Linked DNA regions of Rattus norvegicus: region 1 is linked to region 2. A link is a contact called in public HiChIP or PLAC-seq data. All regions are on one chromosome and are shown on one strand. The core of a region is the stretch at or near the end of the contact, and the rest is flanking DNA. Distances in the headings are between cores, read along the strand shown. Region 1 overlaps Pantr1 (POU3F3 adjacent non-coding transcript 1). Region 2 has its middle 150 kb from the start of Pantr1.

Region 1 (5,723 bases), core at 220-2,719, 140 kb before region 2:
TGCAAGGACCCTGGTTAGTAAAGCCCGAGGAGGAAAGGATCCCTGGCTCAGAGCGACAGTTGATAAACATCAAACAATTTAGTATTAAACCAGGGCACACACACACACACACACACACACAAAATCACCCAGAAGTCGCGGCATATACTCTGTCAAATGCCGAGGAGGACTGTTTTTCTCTCATTTTTATCCCACAAAACCGATCAAGTAAAATTTTGCTTGGAGTACACAGCATTCAAAGTACCCCAAATTAAAAAATTGTACGATTTTATTGGTAGGGTCTTGGCAGCAATTCCCATCCAGGGTTAGAATGCACGATTAGAACTCCCCCCCCCCCAGGAGACTTGGGTTCCCATTTTCATATGGAATGGGGTTTCCATTCCACGGTGTGTGTGTGTGTGTGTGTGTGTGTGTGTGTGTGTGTGTGTGTGTGTGTGGTGTCTTTCTCTCCTCCCCGACTCGACTCTACCATTTATGTGATTTGTGGGAGCCGACAGGGACATTTGCCGAATTCGGCAGGAATCTGTTGGGCCTCAGGGCTAAGTCTGTCTTTCTTCGAACTCGTTCTAAGGGCATTTTATTTTATTTAGAGTGCAGTTTGCATAATAAAATTAAAAGGCTCCCATTACCTCCCCCTTTCTGCCAGCGACTGCCCAGAAAGGTCTTTTAGAATGTTATTTGAACATAGAGCTGTCTGCAGAATCCGGTTAACAGTGCTTTTCCATGGGAAAGAAAAAAAGGGGAAAAAAGCTAACCCTCAAAGCGAGAAGGTAAAAGGAGTGAGGTGGAGAGAAAAGCTGGTTGAGATGGAGGAGACTTGAGCGGGCATGAGAGAACAGCAAGGCTGCTGAGGTGGCAGGACCAGATAGATAAGAGCTGAGTCACCCAACAGGTCTTTGGGCACACAAGAAAAAAACAAAAAAAAACCCCCAAAAAACCACAGACGCCCAGAAAAATCTGGGTGCAAATTGTACCCATCTTTGGGGCCTCCTTCTCGCCCGGCCATAGGAGCGCTGCCTTGGAGCTTGGCACCGCCTGCCTGCCTTTGTCACCCGTTCTGAGCGCGGCCACGAGCTCCCGCGGCGGGCTTTGTTCCCGCGGAGCGGGGCAGGACCCCTAGCACCGCCGCGCGTCCCCGACCGCCCCTGAGCTGGGGACCGTGGGGGTGGGGAACGCGCTACAGAAAGGGGGACCTGAGAAGCTCCGGTGGGCAGGGCGTTTGAGCCCGGGATTTCGTTTCTTTGCTCCCTTCGTAATTGAGCTGTTCTCCCGTCGCGGAGGGGGTCTTGGTTGAGCAGGAGGCAAGAGAGCTGCAAAGGGGGCGCCCGTTTTCAGCCCATAGCTGGGCAAAGAACTATCCGCGCTTCTGTCCACCGATTTGTATGGTATGCATGCATGCATGCATGTATGCATGCAAGGATGGATGGATGCATGGTTGGATGACGGATGAGGATGAGGAAAACCGTTGAATTGGGTCCCAGGGTCTGGGCTTCTGATTCGGGTTTTGAGGACTTCAGGGCGTCTCAGGTTGGTGTGGTTGGTTAACACGGAAAACCTGTTCTCTAGGTGCTTTGGGGCCGCGGGTGGGCGCTGTGGATATACCCTTGGGGTCAAGGAGCTGCACAACCACAGCGTGCAGATCTCTGCAGTGGAGGCCTGTGGCGAGGGACAAAGAAGTAGATACTGGGAGCGAGCAGAGGAGAGGCGCGTACTGGAATCTACGCACTCTTTCGCACACCGAGGCTCGGGCCCTACCCCAAGAGCCCTCCCTTCCCCCCTCCACCTAAGTACCTAGGGCTTTGCGTCTGTAAAGTTCGGCTACCACAGAGCCCTCTCTCTTTCCCTCCTTTCCACGCTGCTTTTAGCTACTTGGGTGTGAACGAGTGTCACCCTCTTCCCAGACATCCCCAAAGGTGTGGGCAGATTGCAAGAGTTGCGCCTCTGTTATTGTTTGTCAAACAGGCCCTTTCTCTTGGGAGAGGGTCGAGGGGCGTGAGGCGGATCCTGGGCCAGGATTACATTAATCAAAGCATTATTTCCCCAGAGAAGTCGAGCACAAATGAGAATAAATCCTAATAAAATTGGATCGCAGAAAAACGGAACGCTTTGAGTAGTCTGTGCTGCCTGATGAAATTCTCATATTTATAAGATGGGGTGTCTCTAAAAATTTTTCTGCACACCTCTGGCCTTGGCTTGGCTTGGGAAAGGCACCGAGAAGGGAGGGATGTCACTCTCTCAAGCTCAGTTGAACTTAGGCAGTGAGAAGGGGACAGAGCTACTAGGGTTTGGAGTGTCGCAAAATCTGCTCTCAGTTTTAATCAGACACTTTCCTCCGGTTCTGTTCACTAGTCCTTGCAGAAGTCCAGGGTCCAATCAAGTCTCGATCGATGTCCTTGTGAGGTCCTGAACTTGTTCCTTTGGGTACGTGGCTCTCGCTTTTCAAGTGATCAAGGCTGTAGGGTGGGCAAAACCCCGTGGTTGAAGGCACGTGGTTTACAGGGCATTTCCTCCTCCAGCCTAAAGCCCAGCCTGTTTGCGGGGTTCCGAAGAGAGTGCCAGTCACCCCGCGTGTGTCAAGCGAAAGAGCTTGCGTGTCCGCGAGATTTCAAATACTTTCTGGCCATCCCTAGGAAGCAAGGTTCATACTTCATCTTTCTGTCCCCCCCCCCCCCCCCCGCCACACACACACACAAGTGGTAGAAAACTTTTCTCGCTTTGCGAGGCTCTCCTAGGGAAAAGACATCCCTCGTCCCCCAATACGCAGAGGAGATGTGACCCTGCAGAATCACTTGGTCAGCAGGCTATCTCTCCCTGCATCCCGCACCCAGGCACCTTTTAGCTACTGAGCATAGAAAACAAACAAACAAAAAAGGATTGAGAACTGTGACGTCTCCTGGTCCTAGATGGTGACTAATGTGACCGTAACATATCCCGACCCCTTCGGAAGGAGCTAGCTCTAGTGCTCTGGGGATGGCGGGTAGCCCCGCGGGCGCCACCGTGAGGGCGCCCTCTGCAGGCGGGCTCGGAGAGGGCTCGCGCTTGTGCCCAGCTGCGTTGGGTCCCTCAACTGCCCGCGTGCCAGCCAGGTTCCCCCATGCGCGCGCGCACAGCCCCAACTCAGGCGGTGCGATCAGTCACTTAGTGCCCTCCCCAAGGCGAGTTCCCAGCGGCTGCAGGAAAGAGCTACCAAAAATGCACCCCCCACCCCAGATCCTTGTTGTCCCCTCCCGCCACTGCTCGCCCCTGCAGCCACCTGCCCGTCACGTCTCTTCGGGGCCTCGGCCCACGGGCTCCAGAGCCCGCAGTGCCTCTCTACTTCCTTGAGGGGGCTGCGCCAGGAAGGGCAGGGCCGTCGCCCTTAAAGGGGGACGTCGCCCCACGGTCTGGCCAGAGACACCATTGGGAATAGTGTGCGTGAGCGCGTGTGTGCGTGTGCTAAGGCGTGTGCGTGTGAGTGAGGCGCGCGCGCAGGACAGCGCGGGGCAGGGCAGGGCTTGGAAAGGCAGGACAGGAGGGGCAGCAGGATGCTCAATGCTAGTTGTTTTCCTCCTGTGTGGGTACCTATAGTGCAGAGCTTAGAGTCCTCTGTCTGCCCCAGGCTTGTTCTCTATCCACTGTGCGTCCCTCTCTCTTTTGGTTAGGTCATCTCTGCAGATCCCCAGAGATCTTCCTTGTGGTACCTCATGGTCCAGGGCTATTATGGACAGCCGGCTCCACGTGAGCCAAAGTAAAGCCTAAAGGGACAATACTAGCTAACAGGCAGCATCATCAGACGGCTTGGTTTTGCTTTAGCCTAAGGCCCACGCACTCAGAAGCTGCGTTTCAGGGAGTTTAGGGTAGTGGTTTTCTCTTGCTTTGGTCTTAAGGACTGTGACTAAAAGGTTTTTTGTTTTTGTTTTTTTGGAGGAATAGGGAGGAGGGCTTCAGCCTACAATCGTGGTCTGTCTTGCACCGTTTCAACTTCCTGGCTCCTTTCCAGTAATGGGAAATTTTAGGAGGAAGTAAAGACACCTACCTCTTTTCAGTTGTGAAATAATGACTTCCTATTCTTCTAGGCTGCGATTTCCATAATTTCATACAAAATAGGGGCTGTCAATTATCTCTCCACGAGAAAAAGGTGGACTAGTTGAAGGAAAGTTGGGACAAAATAAATTCCTCTCTCTTAAATCATTAACCAGGAACTTTTCCCCTCTCCTGTGTCCAGTCCAGTTTGTTCACTTCTCAAGGGGAGACCGGACAGGATATTTATAAACACATGAAAGGTTTTCTTCTCCTCTGGGCTGTGAACCTAAGTGCTTTTTTATAACACTAGATTTCTGAAGATCATAGAGAGAAAACCTCCTGATGCTTGCTTACACTTCCCCTCTACTGTACATTTGCCTCGATGATTTCTAATCATTCAGAACTATCTTTGGTATTTTTCAGTATGAGTAAGATTCCCTTTCTTCCGTTCTTGAGCTGCTGCTGCTGTTAGCCACAGAAGTTTGGTCCATTGTACATGGGCACATTCTATGTAAATGTATCCAGTGGGGTTGTGGATAGACCTTGTTACATGCATAAACATGTATGCTTGTGCCCTTGTATATTTACGTCATGAGTAAATATGGTATACACATATTTCTTAGACCTCATAATGTTAGACGATGCTACACAGTTCTTTGAGACATTCCTGTCCTGGAGAAAGCCTCTGACTTACTGGAACAGACACTAACCTAACTTAAGAGGCCATCCTCAGCCAGCATCTTGATACAATGTCAGTCAGTCCTTTTCATGAGATAATTTGGAGGCAGCCACATTTTAACAAAGCATGGTAACCGTGGGATGCTAGTGTTTCGGTGGATGAGCTTTTGTTGGTGAAATCAAAGTTAAGTTTTTCCTTGAATTATTTATCAGGACCTGTGCCCACAGGCTTTCCTAGGAGAAGGTAGGTGCAAAGGGGGACCGTTCCACTTTTAATTATTTAAAGCAGATGTTAACATAATATTTTAAAACTGGCCTTTTGGAAAACAGGAAATAATCATGTCTGTCAACACCCACCTTTGGGACTGTGAAAAACAAAACCCAAAATGCAATTTAATGACTTCCATTAAAAAAAAAAGTACGCAGTTAACAGTTAACTAAAATATTGCTTGGCACTCCTTCGAAGCTCCTCCTCCTCTTAAGTATAGTACAGTTTGGTAATATACTCTGCGTATTTACACATGATGTAAATATACATATGCACAAGGGTAGATGTTTATGTACAGAACATAACAAAATATATACATACCCCAACTGAATATATTTGCATAGAACGTGCCCATGTGCAGTATTCTGAAGTTCTATGATTAACAATGCGTTAAACAGTAGCAACTCAGAGAAGGAGGAACTGAGTGCATGATACTGAAACAGTTCAAAATTTCCTTTCAAACGAGGACTGGGCTTTTGGTAGCTGACACCCCAGAAAAGAGGAGATTCTTAGTACCGTTCTAAGCACAGCCCCTTTAAAAGAGTCATGTACTTAAATAATGTGTTTCGTGTAAAAGAAAAATGACAACATACTTCGAAAACTCACATTTGAAATATAAATATTCTATCTGAAGCATTGTAACCTTTGTTCTTTCCCCCCCATAGATTAAATGCTATTTTCTTAGACCAAAAGTTAGATCCTAATACACTGGGGGAAAAAAGCATCAATTTTATTTTATTTTCCTCATTTTAAAGGCATTTATTGTTATGGGCCT
Region 2 (5,291 bases), core at 1,562-4,061:
GATAATAGAAACCACTTGTGAGAATCAGCAAATAATAGAAAAATGGGGGGGGTATTTAACAAAGGCTCTGTGCCATTTAAATCAACTGAAGTCAAAATGGAAGGCCCTGAAACAAGTCTGGGTTCCAGCAGCCAGACCCCTCAAGTGAAGAGATCTACTTCCTGTGGAGAACATACTCCCTCCCCGGCAAGTGCCAAGGCTACAGAGAACATGATTCACCAACATGAAGAATGCACACATATGACCCTTGATGCCAGAATGTAGCCTTCCACCCAGACCATACAAATAACAGGTCTCCTCTCCCTTTCTTCTCTCCCTCTCTTCTCTCTCTCTCTCTCTCTCTCTCTCTCTCTCTCTCTCCCTCTCTCTCCACCCCCTTCTCTCTCTCTGTCTCCCCCTCTCTCTGTCTCTTTCTGTCTGTCTCTCTGTCTCTCTCTTTCTCTCTCTTTCCCTTTCTCCCTCCCTCCCTCCTCCCCTCCCCATGCCTTTCTCTCTGCATGTTCTCATAGCGAAAATAACACACGTATAATACGCCAACCTTGAGAGCACACAAACTGCTGGGGAACATTACCTTCTGTGCTGTGGAGGATTCATGAGTTCCCACCAGCTGCTTGGCTCTGTCCGGACATGTTCCAGTGATCACCCTGTTAAGACTGGCAATTAAACAGAGTGTTATAGCTAGGAGACCCCAAATTTGATTCTATCCTCCTTTCCTCTCTGCAGAACTCAATTTGATTTTTTTTTTCCTCCTCCTGTGCAAAGAAAAGTATGCACAGGATGGGTCGTGGATGAGTGTATGCGTATCATCCTGACACGCAGAAACAAAAACGCCAGTTCCATATAATAAAATACGGATTCCCTACCATAGAAGAAAATGAATTTTACAAAGGTGCAAACCCCCCATAGTTGCTTCAGAAAACTGTGTGCTGGAAAACACACCTACTTTCCTGCTATATTTCAACTGTCTTGTCTGTTAGAATGGCACAAGAACTTCCTGGTTGGTTAACCTTTAAATGTATAGAGAGATGAGATGTTGGTTCATCTGAAGAAAGGGCATGTCCAGATTAGTAAATATGGAAAATTTGCAGGTGTGCAGTATGTTGTTATAAAGGGGAAAATATAAAAGGCATCCCAGAAGTGTTACTAGAGAAAAAGGAATACTGACAAAGAGCATTATACAATTATTTAAGACAATGGTGTGTGTGCTGAAAGGGAAAATGTATCTTAATGTAGGACTGTTGGGATACACAGATTGTCAGGGGAGCTGAAAACAGTGCAGGGATGACCAAAGTTGAGCGACCTAATGACTTGTGACATCTCTCCTTAAAAATAAATCTGATGGTGGCAGAGGAATAACACATTTCTCTCTCTCTCTCTCTCTCTCTCTCTCTCTCTCTCTCTCTCTCTCTCTCTCCCTTTTTTTCTTAAAAATCCCTCACCAACCCGCAACCCGGATTTCACATTATTAGTGCGGGCAAGTAAATTTTATGTGATGGTTTGTTGTATTTAAAGACAGTGTAAAACTCTCATTGCAAACAGTTGTTTACAGTGCGTTTTTCAGCACCGAGCTGTTTTAAAGCTCAATTGTGCATTTTGCAGATAAAGTGGGAAAACTAACTGAAGGCTGTATTGTAAGCAGCGGTTGCCGTGGAAACCCCAGTTTCAAGAGCTGGTTCTCCATTACCACTTAATTTAGGCTTCCTAATTGCATTCCACTAAATCGGCAGCGACAATATCTGCAGAGCAAAACTGCATGCCCAGTCTAGCGCAAACCTCTTTGAAACAGGCTTTTTGAAAGCCAGGAGCTATAAAAACTCAGCATGACGCGGGGCATATGAGAAACCTGTAGTTCAAATGTACCACTGCCTGCTTTCCCGTCCTTGGTAACTTCAGTGCGCTCCACACCAATCTATTAGTTCAGTCTACCTTAAAGATCATAAAGTTCTGTCATGTGGAAACTCATCTGTCCGGCAACACATTGGTGCAAAATAGATTTAATTGTACTCCCGGCTCGGTATCATGTCCATTTTATTTTACTACACACCAGCAGGTAGCCGGCACGCAGCCTCACTTCCCTTGAACTGCCGTTGCTCCATAATGTGAGGAGAACAATACTTTCTCAGTCTAAAGTATGTGCCACTGTTGGGCTGAGCAGAGAGCTAGACCGCCCATATGTGACCTGAAGAAGAGGTTTGTCAGAACCACTAGACATAAAAGTGTTCCAATTATCGACCACACTGCCTTGCTAGAGGAGGCAACTAATATGATAGTGTGAGCGACCGCGCCGGTGAGGGGCTCCTTCATCACTGTCAGATTACCACTCCAGTTAAACTCTTGTAAATCAGTCACATTATGCGACTGGTGGAAAAATAAACACAGACCTATTGTGCTCTGGATTCTAGAGGGCTCTTCGCAAACGGAGTTACACCGGACCGATGCCCTATTTATCTGAATTTTTGTCATGTTTCGTATTTGGTGATTACTAACGTGGGAAGCGTTGGGAAGACTGAAGTTACCAACTGTGTTTTGAGATTCCGCAAGGGAGGCCTTGGCCTCTGGTGGCCAAGGAACAGGACAGCCTGGCTCTCTGGCAGGATTGGGGAGGAGGGGATGGGGGACCTTGTGTGTGAACGTCCAGTGGGAGAGGAAGCTGCTGACCCTTGATTGACAACAAAATCCCACAATTCTCGTTTTCTCTTGAAACAACGGATGCTTTCAAGCAAAATGCCTCACTATCTCGGAGCACAGGACTTCGTGCCAATCCTCCGCACAGCTCATCATTTCCTCGCTCGGCTCCCGAGGATTTGGCATGTATATTAGAGGCAAAGAGACTCTTTTGCTCCTCAGAGACGAGTAAATAACTACAGCGTTTGATCCTCTCCCTGGCGTCCGTACATGTTGCTAACGCCGCCCAGGAGCTGCTGCCAAGCACTCGGCTATTGTCTCCTATCTCCCAAGGTTCTGAATGCCCTTGCCCTCCCAACTGCAGCTCTTCTGTGGGAATGAATGAGGCTTTTTCCAGGACAAGATTTTATGAATGAGACAGACTGTGTATTACAAGGCAAGAGGCTCCTGTGCATTCTCCAGATTTAAAAAAAAAAAAAAAAAGCCAGTGTGAAGGGAATCCACCTCCCAGATCCAGTGCTGAGGAGACAGGAAATCAACACCGCCCGATGACATTTTCCCAGAAAGCCTCTCCAGGAAGTCATGGACAAAGAGCAGATGCTGAGTACAGACCCCAGGCCTAGACAAGCTGAGCCAAGGTAGACTCTAACAAGTCAACAGGAGCAGAAGAAACGCCTGCTGCTTGGTGTTCAGTTTCCATCAGCAAGGGCAAGGCCACGGCGGTAGGTATGGCAGGATCCTGTTGCTAGCGCATTCGACGCAGAAAGTCACACCTGTCTTTAGGAACCTGTGACTCTGGAGACGAAGTATGAGCAAACCCCAATGGTAAAGTTCGGGGCTTCCAATTACCCCCGTGTGGATCTAGTCAAATTATTCCTTTCCAGTTCCCTAGTTCTGAAGAACTTGGGCACCAGCCTTGATAGCTTTTGTATTGTGAAGAGCTAGGTGTTGCGTGGGGACCGTGATAGTTCTTCTGTTCCGTGCTTTTTTATCTTTTCTTTTTTCTTTCTTTTTGGTCCTACTCCATGGCTGGATAAATCTAAGTGAGGATGTGTTTTCTAATCATGTTAATCCGTGGGGACCAGAAGATGGTTCAGTGGTTGAGAACGCATTCCTCTTTTGTAGAGAATTTCAGTTTACGTCCCAGCACCCAGGTTAAAAGGCTTACACCTGTAACACCAACTTCTCAGGGTTCTCTGGTCTCTCAAGCACCTGCACTCTCATTCCTGTACTCCCCTCCCCCAAAAGACATAATTTAAAAAATAATCTTAAATATTAATGTTTGGCCAGTTGCAGTCCTTCAGGTTATAACAGACTAAGGTTCTATGCTTCCCCTACCCCCGCCCCCCCACAGAAAAAAGAAAAATAAAAAAGCATCAGGCTCTTGCTAATTTCCTCTCTGCTTCCCCTCGAAATTGCCTCTGATTTTATCTGCATTTTTCCCACTTACACTGCTTATCTCTTAAACACCTATGCAACTAATAAAATTAAAGACCTACACTTCCTTTTCATCCTAAACAATTAGTTCTAATTCAAAAACATCTTTGATCTCCTCTCCGTTATTCTCAAACTCAATCCCAAATCTTTGGGACATAGCTTCATGGTGCCCCACAGCAAGAGAAACTGCAGCAGCCACAGGGGGGAAAATGACCACTGCTGAACACAAATCACAGAGAGTTGCATAAATAGTTATGAGGGAGAATTGTAGCTCAATGCTGCTGATAGAATCAATATCGACTCTGATAATGACACACCCCAGGTTCTATTATCCATCCAACACCATGCAACCTACAGGAGAATTTCTGTCTAGAGCCATCGTCTGTTAATTCCCAAGAGAATCATAAATCAAACCGGATACCTGGAAGATCCTCGATACTCCACCTGTGCAAGGCCCTAAACTGGCCGCCATGTAGCTCCAAGTATCGTGCGTTAGGAAGGAAGCATGTCTTTAAATTTATACAACTTTCTAAGCATGCAGCCCAGTGGTAAAGAGAAGAGGTGATTTATATCGGTTCTGTAGAGACTCATATTTACTAAAAACGTTTTGGGTGATTATTCTCTTGGAACCGCAGTGCTTAGGAAGGGGCCTGGATCACAGAGCTTACCAGTAATTAATTGCCCTTTGAATAAGCAAATATGTATTGCTGGTGTTTTATGTTTAGCTCTGCTTGCCCGTTTTCCCTCTCTTTCCTTCTCAGCATTCTTTAGCCGGTGGATTTGCAAATGTTGTACAAAAACAGCTTGCGCGCAATTCTGAACCACGGAAGGTGCATTCTGAACGTTCCCTTTTGGTATCATTGCCATCCCACCGGCTGTGACTGTCACAAGTCTTACAGATTAACCAGGTTATCTTTCAGAGTGTCTCCTATTCTCCCAACACAGTAGAAGACTGCTGATTTAATCTTGTGCACCAACACACTTTTTTATAAACACACACTCGTGCATGAATGCGCGCACGCACACACACACACACACACACACACACACACGAATAGACTTTGAGTTCTACATCATGATTTCCATTTTGGATCAATAGTCAGCTGAGTATATGTCAGGAAAATGAATAATTTTTTCTCTCTTCCCTCTCATACAAATCTTCCGACTGCATTCGTCTTGCAGGGGAATTTGGCCTGATTTTTAAAATAAGACATCTTGTCACAGGGTCA

The links. HiChIP or PLAC-seq counts read pairs in DNA pulled down with a chosen protein or histone mark.
Region 1: a contact with region 2 is called in an H3K27ac HiChIP or PLAC-seq map of oligodendrocytes, with 8 times the contacts expected there. The contact joins two enhancer-like sites. A contact is called at or near these places in 1 of 12 Hi-C or Micro-C datasets (frontal cortex) and 1 of 1 datasets of contacts at active chromatin or transcription factors (oligodendrocytes).

Annotation. Positions count from the first base shown.
Region 1 is chr9:52,423,082-52,428,804 of GRCr8, reverse strand. All of the region lies in intron 1 of Pantr1 (POU3F3 adjacent non-coding transcript 1), which reads left to right. Among named protein-coding and RNA genes, the nearest start is that of Pantr1, 9.8 kb to the left of the region's middle. Within about 2 kb of position 1,469, at least 32 of the 93 cell types and tissues checked have an H3K27ac peak or open chromatin away from gene starts, as enhancers often do.
Region 2 is chr9:52,286,556-52,291,846 of GRCr8, reverse strand. No RefSeq gene overlaps it. Among named protein-coding and RNA genes, the nearest start is that of Pantr1, 150 kb to the left of the region's middle. Within about 2 kb of position 2,811, at least 36 of the 93 cell types and tissues checked have an H3K27ac peak or open chromatin away from gene starts, as enhancers often do.